Regions from separate parts of the Gossypium hirsutum genome. Here all the other regions are linked to region 2. The links are chromatin contacts, called in public Hi-C maps. All regions are on one chromosome and are shown on one strand. The core of a region is the stretch at or near the end of the contact, and the rest is flanking DNA. Distances in the headings are between cores, read along the strand shown. Region 1 overlaps LOC107948182. Region 2 holds the start of LOC121210901 (mitochondrial adenine nucleotide transporter ADNT1). Region 3 holds the start of LOC107956364 (protein JINGUBANG-like).

What was found. Hi-C and Micro-C count contacts between places; a contact is called where the count stands out from the background.
Region 1: a contact with region 2 is called in a Hi-C map of leaf, with 1.6 times the contacts expected there. The contact joins the enhancer-like site here to the promoter of LOC121210901 in region 2. A contact is called at or near these places in 2 of 34 Hi-C or Micro-C datasets (both in leaf).
Region 3: a contact with region 2 is called in a Hi-C map of leaf, with 1.7 times the contacts expected there. The contact joins the promoter of LOC107956364 here to the promoter of LOC121210901 in region 2. A contact is called at or near these places in 2 of 34 Hi-C or Micro-C datasets (both in leaf).

The regions. Positions count from the first base shown.
Region 1 is chrA12:81,273,440-81,276,404 of Gossypium_hirsutum_v2.1, reverse strand. It overlaps LOC107948182, which reads right to left. Exons shown (of 9, transcript XM_041082820.1): 8 at 2,648-2,965; 9 at 1,667-2,266. The coding sequence ends at 2,257. Among protein-coding and RNA genes, the nearest start is that of LOC107948182, 8.2 kb to the right of the region's middle. Within about 2 kb of position 1,299, at least 3 of the 9 cell types and tissues checked have an H3K27ac peak or open chromatin away from gene starts, as enhancers often do. A contact at or near this core is called in leaf, where this site is marked.
Region 2 is chrA12:81,131,516-81,134,940 of Gossypium_hirsutum_v2.1, reverse strand. It overlaps LOC121210901 (mitochondrial adenine nucleotide transporter ADNT1), which reads left to right and starts at 1,934. Exons shown (of 8, transcript XM_041082816.1): 1 at 1,934-2,344; 2 at 2,458-2,506; 3 at 2,605-2,768; 4 at 3,417-3,425. The coding sequence starts at 2,187.
Region 3 is chrA12:81,316,475-81,319,469 of Gossypium_hirsutum_v2.1, reverse strand. LOC107956364 (protein JINGUBANG-like) reads right to left here and starts at 1,686. Exons shown (of 3, transcript XM_041084181.1): 1 at 1,629-1,686; 2 at 1,019-1,084; 3 at 1-586. The coding sequence starts at 1,686.

The DNA of each region.
Region 1 (2,965 bases), core at 50-2,549, 140 kb before region 2:
CTTCCAATCAAGCTTGCTTGGGAATATTCAAGAAGTTTTAGATCAATTTTATCATTTGCTTAATTTTATTCTTCAAAAAATAAAAGAAAAGGAAATGAATAATCTACACGATTCTGTAAAAGTTTGGGAACAGAAACAATTTATTTTAAATATAAAGAATTCAATTTATGTTTAGATTTGATTAAGGATGTGATTTTTTATAGTGATAGTTAGATCCAATTTTAGTTTCAAAATTAGGTTATATTGAAATCGAGATTTGATTAAGAATGATTGATATTCAATTTTCAGTGAAATTCAATTTAGGAGCCATATGAAAGAAACAAGAAATTGGTTTATTTAGTAGGGAAATATTATGTTTCTGTAGTGAAGAATACAAGAGAGAAAAATAACGGGAAAGAAGAAAAGGAAAATAAAGAAATAAAAAGAAAAAAATTAATTTGTTCAAAAAATAAAAACATAGGGACTAAATTTAACAAATAAAAAATATGGAAAAACTACGCTAAAAGAAATGGAAAAGGGAGGAAAACAAAGGGAAAATGGGGAAAAAAAGTTCAAAAAACATAAAAAAAATTTAAATTATACAAAACGAAAAAGATATATGTATTAATTGTATTATTTTGACCTAAAATTTTTGTTTGAAATTATAATTTAATGTGCCACATCAACTTACTGTTACACCGTTAATGGCAATTAATGCTTAGTAACTAAAATATTACAATACAATAATGTAAGTGACTAAAATATAATCTTTCAAATATAAATAACTAAAATATAATATGAAAGTGCGGTTAAAAAGTGGCATGAGAGAGCGGGGGAGGACCTACAAATAGGTTTAACTTGAAAACTGAATACTGAAATTATTGCAAACAAATGGACCACTTCTCTATTAAACCTTTTCACTTAACTTTTTTTTTTCATTAATTTGTCTCACACTGAAGTGGGAAAAGAAATTTTAAAAGACAATTTGATAATTTTAAGCCGCTAAATTTATTGTAGGTCCAAAGCAAGGGACAATAAAACCCAGCTTACAATCTTATATCTTGCAAATTCCTTATTACAATAAATGATTGTGACACTTTATATACAAACACATGAAAATGTGAGGGAAAGCATCTATTTCAAGGTAAGATATATATATAAAATATATACTTGAGTGTAAAGTGATCAAATATTGAAATGATTTGAACCAAATCTGAATCTGAAACTATCTATTTTAAGGTAAGATATAAGGCTATATGACTATACAGGTTAAAAGGGGCCAAAATAAATGACCCTAGTCTGAGGTGACCGAATGATGAAATGATCTGGACCAGCAATGACCCAAACCTAAAAACAACTAAAACCCGAAACTATCTATTTTAAGGAATTGCATAAGTTGAAAGGACCAAACGAACAACTAGACCAACAATAGCCAGCCAAAATAACCCAAGTGACCCAAACCCAAAACTATCTATTTTAAAGTAAGATATGTAGATATATGATTGCACAGGTTAAAGGGACCGAAATGAATAACCCAAGCTTAAAATGATCTAAACCAGAAATGGTCATAACCCGAAAATCAAATATGTAGGATAATTCAGAATCGACTGAAGAACCTCAAAATCTAACAGAAAAGGATTTAAATTATACACACACAACATACCATATAAACACAACTAGGTTCCTGTTTTTGAAAATTTGTAAATTCTAATCTTCTTTTAACGATGGAAAATGTTATCAATACACTGGTAACTTTCAACATTTGGAAGTTTAACAAAAAGAGAGCTAATATTATAAGGATCAAAAATGAAAAAAACCCTATTTAAGACTTTCTTATAAAATGATATAAAACTCAGTTGTAATCCTAAGGAGCTCCTATTTCAGTTACATCGTGTAGAACCCTAAATTTTAACTCTTTTTCTCTTTTTTTTTTTTTTTTACCTTCCGAGTCCTGCATTCTTTTTCAGTTTCCACCAATACCCTGTCGTATCTTCAAAAACAGAGCACCTCCGAAAATGATTTCTATCATTTGTTAGTGTACATACAAAGCACAAGCCAAGAAGCATGCGTGACCAACCGTCTTGCAAGAAAAAACCAAATCAGAAAATGCACTTCTTGCTTTTATGAGATGAGAACAAAAAAACCGCCAGGTAAAGCGAGGCTTTTAGCGTTGTAAGATTCTCCCACCGTCGTTTCTTCCTTCTAAAGGGAAGGGGGTGGGGGGAATCCTCATCTTTCGACTGTTAACTCGTATGGGCCACTCATCTGGTAGTAAAATCATAGTCCCCTGATAAGATTAATAGATGAGTGCATTGTAACAGAATCCAATTGAAACAAAAGAGAGAAATTAGAATGTTTAAGGAAAAAACTTCAAAGAGATTATGATCCAATTTTGAACACAATTCTGTTGCCACATATATATCCACTAGTGTTGAGGTTTATTACTAAGAGACGACCCACTGCAAAAACCAGAACACCAGCGTGGAAGAGGGTGGCAGCAAGTAGGCTATCTCGGCAGCTGCCATAGAAATTACTACACCATCTACACTGTTGCTAGACCAGCAAAAGCAGTCGGGCAACGTGATAGATGCATAGTAGTTTTCAGGGTGGCAGGTTTTACTAAAGTTTTCAAAAGAAACTACCTTAGACAAGCAAGAAGATAAATTACCTTTGCAGGTGGGGTGAAGGAGGTTGGTCTTGTGAAGACCGTTGAGAAGTACCATGGAACCTTTGCTCATCGAATACCCCACCTGAGCTGCTTCCATCACTTGGCTGTGATACTTCATTCATGCCTGAGTAACCCACTGGTCCAAGAGAGCCAAACTCAAGCTGTTCAACAGGGGAATCATATGGGTATAGCATGACAACAGATGGCATGGTAGGCCCATTTGATGATACTCCATTGGGGTTCATAGATGGCAGTGGGTACATGCCATAAGGCATGCTGCCTGAACTACTTTGTGATGAGTTTGAGCGGACTGGTCCA
Region 2 (3,425 bases), core at 685-3,184:
GCCAAGCTCAAATACAACGTGGATCATATATAAAACATGTGAATTAAATTGTAAAAACACGAGCAATTACCACATAAATACCTTGAATTTGACATGTTGAAAAAAAATATTTCTCCAAAATTTTTTCGATAATATATTTTTTAGCATGTAAAATCCAACTTATCTCTATGGTAGGCATACACATTTTTACAATTCATTCAACATATTTTTGAATATTTCCACACTAGATCAAAGTTGGCATTTAACTTTATGGAAGAATGGTTAAGCCAACAAAAATACTACTCAATTAATATCATTTGAACTTTATGTACCAATTTAAAATTTAAACTTTAAACGATAGTTTAAATGTTTGGTCTAATTCACCGTAATATTTTATAAGTATCAAATATATACTCTTTATTGTAATTTTGATAAAAGTATCAGGGATGCTCTTATTTTAGAGGTTAGTTTTTGTTTTCCCTCTCTACTTAAAAACGATGAAATTAATTCTTATATATTAAATTAAAGAGTAAATTAATTTTTCTATTAAAAATTTTATCATTTCTACTGTTAAAAACTAATTTATGTACGTTATAATGAGGTATACATAACACACTACATGTAAATGTTTGGTTATTCTATCAATAACACCATTTTTAATAGTAGAGGATAAAAATGCAATGACTATTTTATTTATTTTTTATTAAAATAAGACGAAATATAATTTAATTTTTAATATAGAAATGTTTATAATATTTTATCCATGAGGGCGGGCGCAGTTAACCACAGAAGATGACGTGGCACATGAGGTGTAAATTGAGGAATGCCATGTCGTCATCATATGAAGCTCCAGGTTTCTGCTTTCTGACAAACAAATAAATACGGTAACTGTAGGAAACTAAGAAACTGCTACCAAATCTTTGTCTCACTTGCTAGTGGTTATTTATTTATTTATTTCTGGAATTTATTTCAAAATTTTAGATTGATTACCATTACAATTGTTTTAAAGGATTAATTTGTCTCCATTAAGTTTTTTAACTCATTGGTATATATATTATTATTAATATAAGAGGATATGGGTTTAAATATGCTGAAATGTATTATCCTTTTATTTATAAATTTTTTTGTCCTATTTATGAGGATGATAATTCTTTGTACTTTTGCTTTTATATTTTTTCGAACTCTTTTCTCTTTTGAATTATTTTCGCTTACTTCGGTATCTTGAGATAATTTTACTTTGTGAGAGTTAGGCTAACTCAGATACATTTTAGGCTAACTCTAAGCAAACGAATAGCTTAAATCAACACGAATTATAAAATTAAAGTTCTAACTCTGTGACAATTGATATCTTTAATATCTAAAGCCTTAATTATTACTGATTATGTTATTATTTCATTAGTATACAATTTGATTAGATTTATAAAAAAAAATATTACAAGGCTTAATTAAATTTATTAAAAATTTTGAAGAGTTGAGTTAAAACTTTTTACAATTTTTAGAGGATTTAACTAAAATTCTTAAAAGTTTTGAAACAACTTAATTAAAGTTTTACAAAGTTTTAGATGACCTTATAAAGATTTTGCAATTTTTTTATTATTATGTTCTACCATTACTCATTGTCTCCTAAATTTAGATTTCATCAAAATTTGGATTTTTAAAAAAAATTTATTAGAAAGAATTTTAAGAAAAACTTTAATAATTCGGTGAGTTAAATAATTTTTTTAATTAAAAAAATCAAATATTAATGTTACTAATAATTTAATTATTAATTTTTAGTGCAACAATTGAATGTAAGAACATGTGAGAAAACAGCACGTGAGAGACCACCAAAAAGGTTCCTCCTTTTCCTCGCACAGGAAAAACTTTACAAGATCCACGCGCTCTCAAAGCAACAACGTACACGCTCTCAAAATAGTTGACGTGTCACTCTCTCATGCTCCCAAAAGCCAGCCGTCACCACCACACCTCTTTCAACAAACCTCTCTTAACATTTTCCAACGCAAAAAACTAGAAAAGAAGCGCCGCATGAGAGAAATGCGGAGCCTCTTTTGACTATAATATATATCGCCTCGGAGATCGGACCCTTGAGTCGCCGGATAATCATCGACGACTGTCCGAGACTCCGCCGGAGCCACCAGAAAAGTACTTCTTACCGTTTCTACGGCGAGAGAGTGGATTTGAATATATTGGCCGTGTTTTGGTTTTCGATGGCTTCGGAGGATGTGAAGACTAGTGAATCAGCTGTTTCGACGATCGTGAATCTAGCTGAAGAAGCGAAGCTCGCTAGAGAAGGCGTTAAAGCTCCCAGTTATGCTGTTCTTAGTATCTGCAAGTCTCTCGTTGCCGGCGGCGTTGCTGGTGGAGTGTGAGATCTCTCTCTTTCTCTCTCGCTGGCGGAGATCGTCTCCGACGTTATTGAATTTCTCAAGTTTTAGAGGAAATAAATTTGAAAATGGATCTTTTGCTTAATGTATGCAGGTCACGAACTGCCGTTGCTCCTTTGGAACGTTTAAAAATCTTACTTCAGGTTCGTTAAAATTTTTAATGTGCATTTTATTTAGATTAAGAAAAATAGACAATTTAAATTTGTTAATTAATTTACCTCTTTTGAAATAAAAATTTCAGGTTCAGAATCCACATAGTATAAAATACAATGGAACAATTCAAGGCTTGAAGTACATTTGGAGAACAGAAGGTTTTCGCGGATTATTCAAAGGCAACGGTACTAATTGCGCTCGCATTGTTCCAAATTCTGCCGTCAAGTTCTTCAGCTATGAGCAAGCGTCAAAGTAGGACTCTGACACTGTTCAATTCATCTTTGTGTTGTTAGTTTTTAAGTAGTAAAACTCAAGTAAATTTATCATACTGAAATTGGTTATTGTCTTTAAGACTATGTTAGAGGTACGATTCGATGTGGGTGAAAGAAAAAATTAATATTAAAATTATATTTATAAAAAGCTTATTCAACAATTGAGATGGTAAAGTAATTATAAATAAGTCTTCTTTAGGCTCGGTTCAATTTTTAGACATCTCATTTTTAGTTAGTTTCTTTAAGCATTTCATATAAAAATAGTAACAAAAAGTAAAAGCCGAAAAACCATTGTATTTATATTCATTATTTTATTAATAATAGATTTTTAACCTTGACTGAGCGGGTGCTGAGTTAACTTGGGATACCAACTCAGGCTAATTATATAAGTATATAGAAATAGATATATAAATGTTTATTTAGTTGTTAGTTCCCACAGACCACAATATCGTTAATCGGTCTAAAGCATTTCATACTAGTGTGACGCATAAATGAATTTGGTTATGCAATCACATTCTATCAGGCTTAAGGTCTTTTTTGCACTGCTCCTGCCACGCACATTCAATTTCTGAACAGAAGGAAATGTGTTTTGTTTTGGCTGATTGTTCCTTGTAATTGTTTTTGACAGGGGAATCCT
Region 3 (2,995 bases), core at 437-2,936, 180 kb before region 2:
AATTTATGTCCTTTAAGTACACCACCATGCGCTAATCCTTTCTCAAGTTCCCAAAAATTAACAAGGCCATCACTGGAACCACAATATAAAACCGAACCAGGTGCATCAATTGCTAATGATGTAACAGCACATTCTTGTTGTAACAATGTTTGGTTCAAACTATGTTTCGTCCCTTTAAGTTGTTGTTCCCTTTTCCATACTTTAATCGTCCCGTCGGCCGAACCGGTGAAAACCATCTCCCTGCTGGACCTCGATACTACTGAATTCACCGTGTCGTCGTGTGCGTTAACCGATTCGAGACATTTATAATCAGAAATCCTCCATACTTTAAATGTTCTATCCCATGAAGCTGAATAAAGAAGACCATGTTCTTCATTTAAACTCAAACATGACACAGCATCTGAATGCTTGATCCATAAAGATCTTTTGCGTTTCACTTCAATGTAATTACTTGGTTTAATTGAACTTTTGAGGATTTCTTTCAAAGATGGTAATGTACCAGCTCGTTTATGAACACCAGGGTTCTTAACAGATACTTTCCATACACGAATTTTACCATCTTGATGACCAGTAAAAATCTTTGCACCTGATATAACAATGGTTTTAACCAATCCACTATTTGATTTGAAACCCAAACATCTCCAAAACCCCGAAAAGAGAGAGAAGCACAACAATCTAAGATTACCAATGTCAGCATGCTAAAGTCTAGGGTTCAAAAGAACAACTAAATGAGAGTACCTTGATTTGTTGGACTCGCAAAAGCTAGCCTTCAGTCGGGTTTGATTTCGACATGAAATCCCTTAATTTTCCGCTTGCTGCAAAAATAAAACAGAAGTGTAACCCACATAAAAAATAATAGAAATGAAATCGAAATGAAACAAGGAGCTTCGGGTTTGATTAGAAATCGAAATGAAATGAAACCTGTCGAACCAAAAGAGAAAGGGAGACGGCAAATGGGTTTGATTTGGGGAAAATTTGATTTGGTTTGATTAGAAATCGAAATGAAATGAAATGAAACCTTTCCAGTTGCAGTAAACTCCGAAAATAAAAGGTTGAGAAGGCCAAGCGTCGATTCTATTGTAATCTTCAGCAAAAGAAAGACAGAAGGAAGAAACAGAAGACGGAAAGGGGAAGCAGGAGGGTAAAACAGGGTCTAAAACTCAAGCAGCACCTAATCTGAGAAAGAGGAACGTAATAGAAATCGGTGGATTTTGGGGATTAGGGGTGTAATGTAATAGACGGGTATTAGCCAATACCCTGAACCAAACAGAGGATTGAAGTGGGATTACATGGGGCCCACCGATTAGGGATGTATTGGCATAGCCAATACACCCAACCAAACATGGTGTAAGTCTTTATTCGAGTAAAAAGACTTTAAAAATTCACTAACGCTCTATTTGTTTCAACGTTAAAAAGTTTTTATGAAAAATATTTTTAACGTTTTTTTATGTTTGTTTCATGTAAAATAGGATAGTCAACGTAAAATTGTCCCATTATTCCCGTAAAATATCTTATCAAATTTTTTTTTGTAAAACATTTTCCTTATTCTCGTAAAATGTCTTATCAAATTTTTTTCGTAAAACATTTTCTAAAGTGATAAGGCTCTATTCACTATAATACCCTCATACATGACCCCAACATCTGGTCAAAGCACTGGGATGTTACATTCTCTACTACATTTTTCATTTATCAAATATTTTCTTATAAACTTTTATAATTTTTCAATTTAGTTCTTTTTTGTCATAAAAGTTTAATATTCAATAATTAATCATATTAAATGAATTTTCTTTCTTGTTACAATTTAATCACATAATTTATCTCAATACCTTATTTCACATATCAAATTTCTATGTATTTCACTTCTATTATTTCATCCACATATTTTTCTCAAGCTTAACAATTTAGTCCTTGTCATCATAAATATTTCATATTTTTCCACAATTTCACTTTTAGAATAATTTATGCATATTTCATCGTCTCATAACATATTCATTAAACTTTTATCATAATTTCCTTATTCACAAATTAAATTGTTTCAGACTTAAATTTTTGTGCATTTTTTAATTTAGTTCCTATCGCCATGTAATTTATTTTTCACCATATAAGCACTTTAATAAAATAATTCATTATAATAACTTATTTCACATAATAATTTTCATGCATGTCACTTCTCTTGTTTCAATTATAAATTTCATAAAGTTTACAATTTAATCCTTAAAATAATGAAGATTCATTATTTACTATAATTTCACCTTAACATTACTTTGTAATCAATTCATTATTTTATTTAAACTCTTTATCATAAATCTCAACTGCATGTTTGTTTCACTGAAAACAACTTTTATGAAATATTTCAGAAAATTTGTCAAACAACGGAAAATATTTTATACAGATTTATCCAAACACCAGAAAATATTAGATTTTATAGAAAAACAAGTCATTTTCCATAAATCATTTTTCAGAAATCATTTTCAATTAATCAAACGAAGACTAATTTATATTTATTTGAGTAAAAAGACCTAATGTTATGGACCTAAAGAAATATGCTTTAAGGATTACATGATGTATTAAGCTTAAAAAAACTCAGTAAGTTATATTTATTATTTTAGAACCTATAAAATTAAAATTTTAGTTTTTTTCTTTTTAAAATTTATAAAATTTTAAATTAATATATGGTAAAATTGCACTTTATCTCCTCTTAAAATAATAAATTTTTATTTTAATCATTTAAAAATTATAAAAATATAAATTTAATAATAAAAACCCTCCAAAAAAGTCTCTGCCTTCTACCCTGGAACCTACCAGCAAGCTAAAGATAGTGTTTTCAAGATGGGATCGGACCAACTAGTACCCTGGTCTAGATTAAGTTAAAAAATTAATAGATCACAAATCAGTACAAATCGTTTAAATAGATGATTTAACTAAACTTTTTAATATTTTATTTAATTTAAACCAAATATATTAATCAAACCAAAAATAATGACTTTTTTTTTAA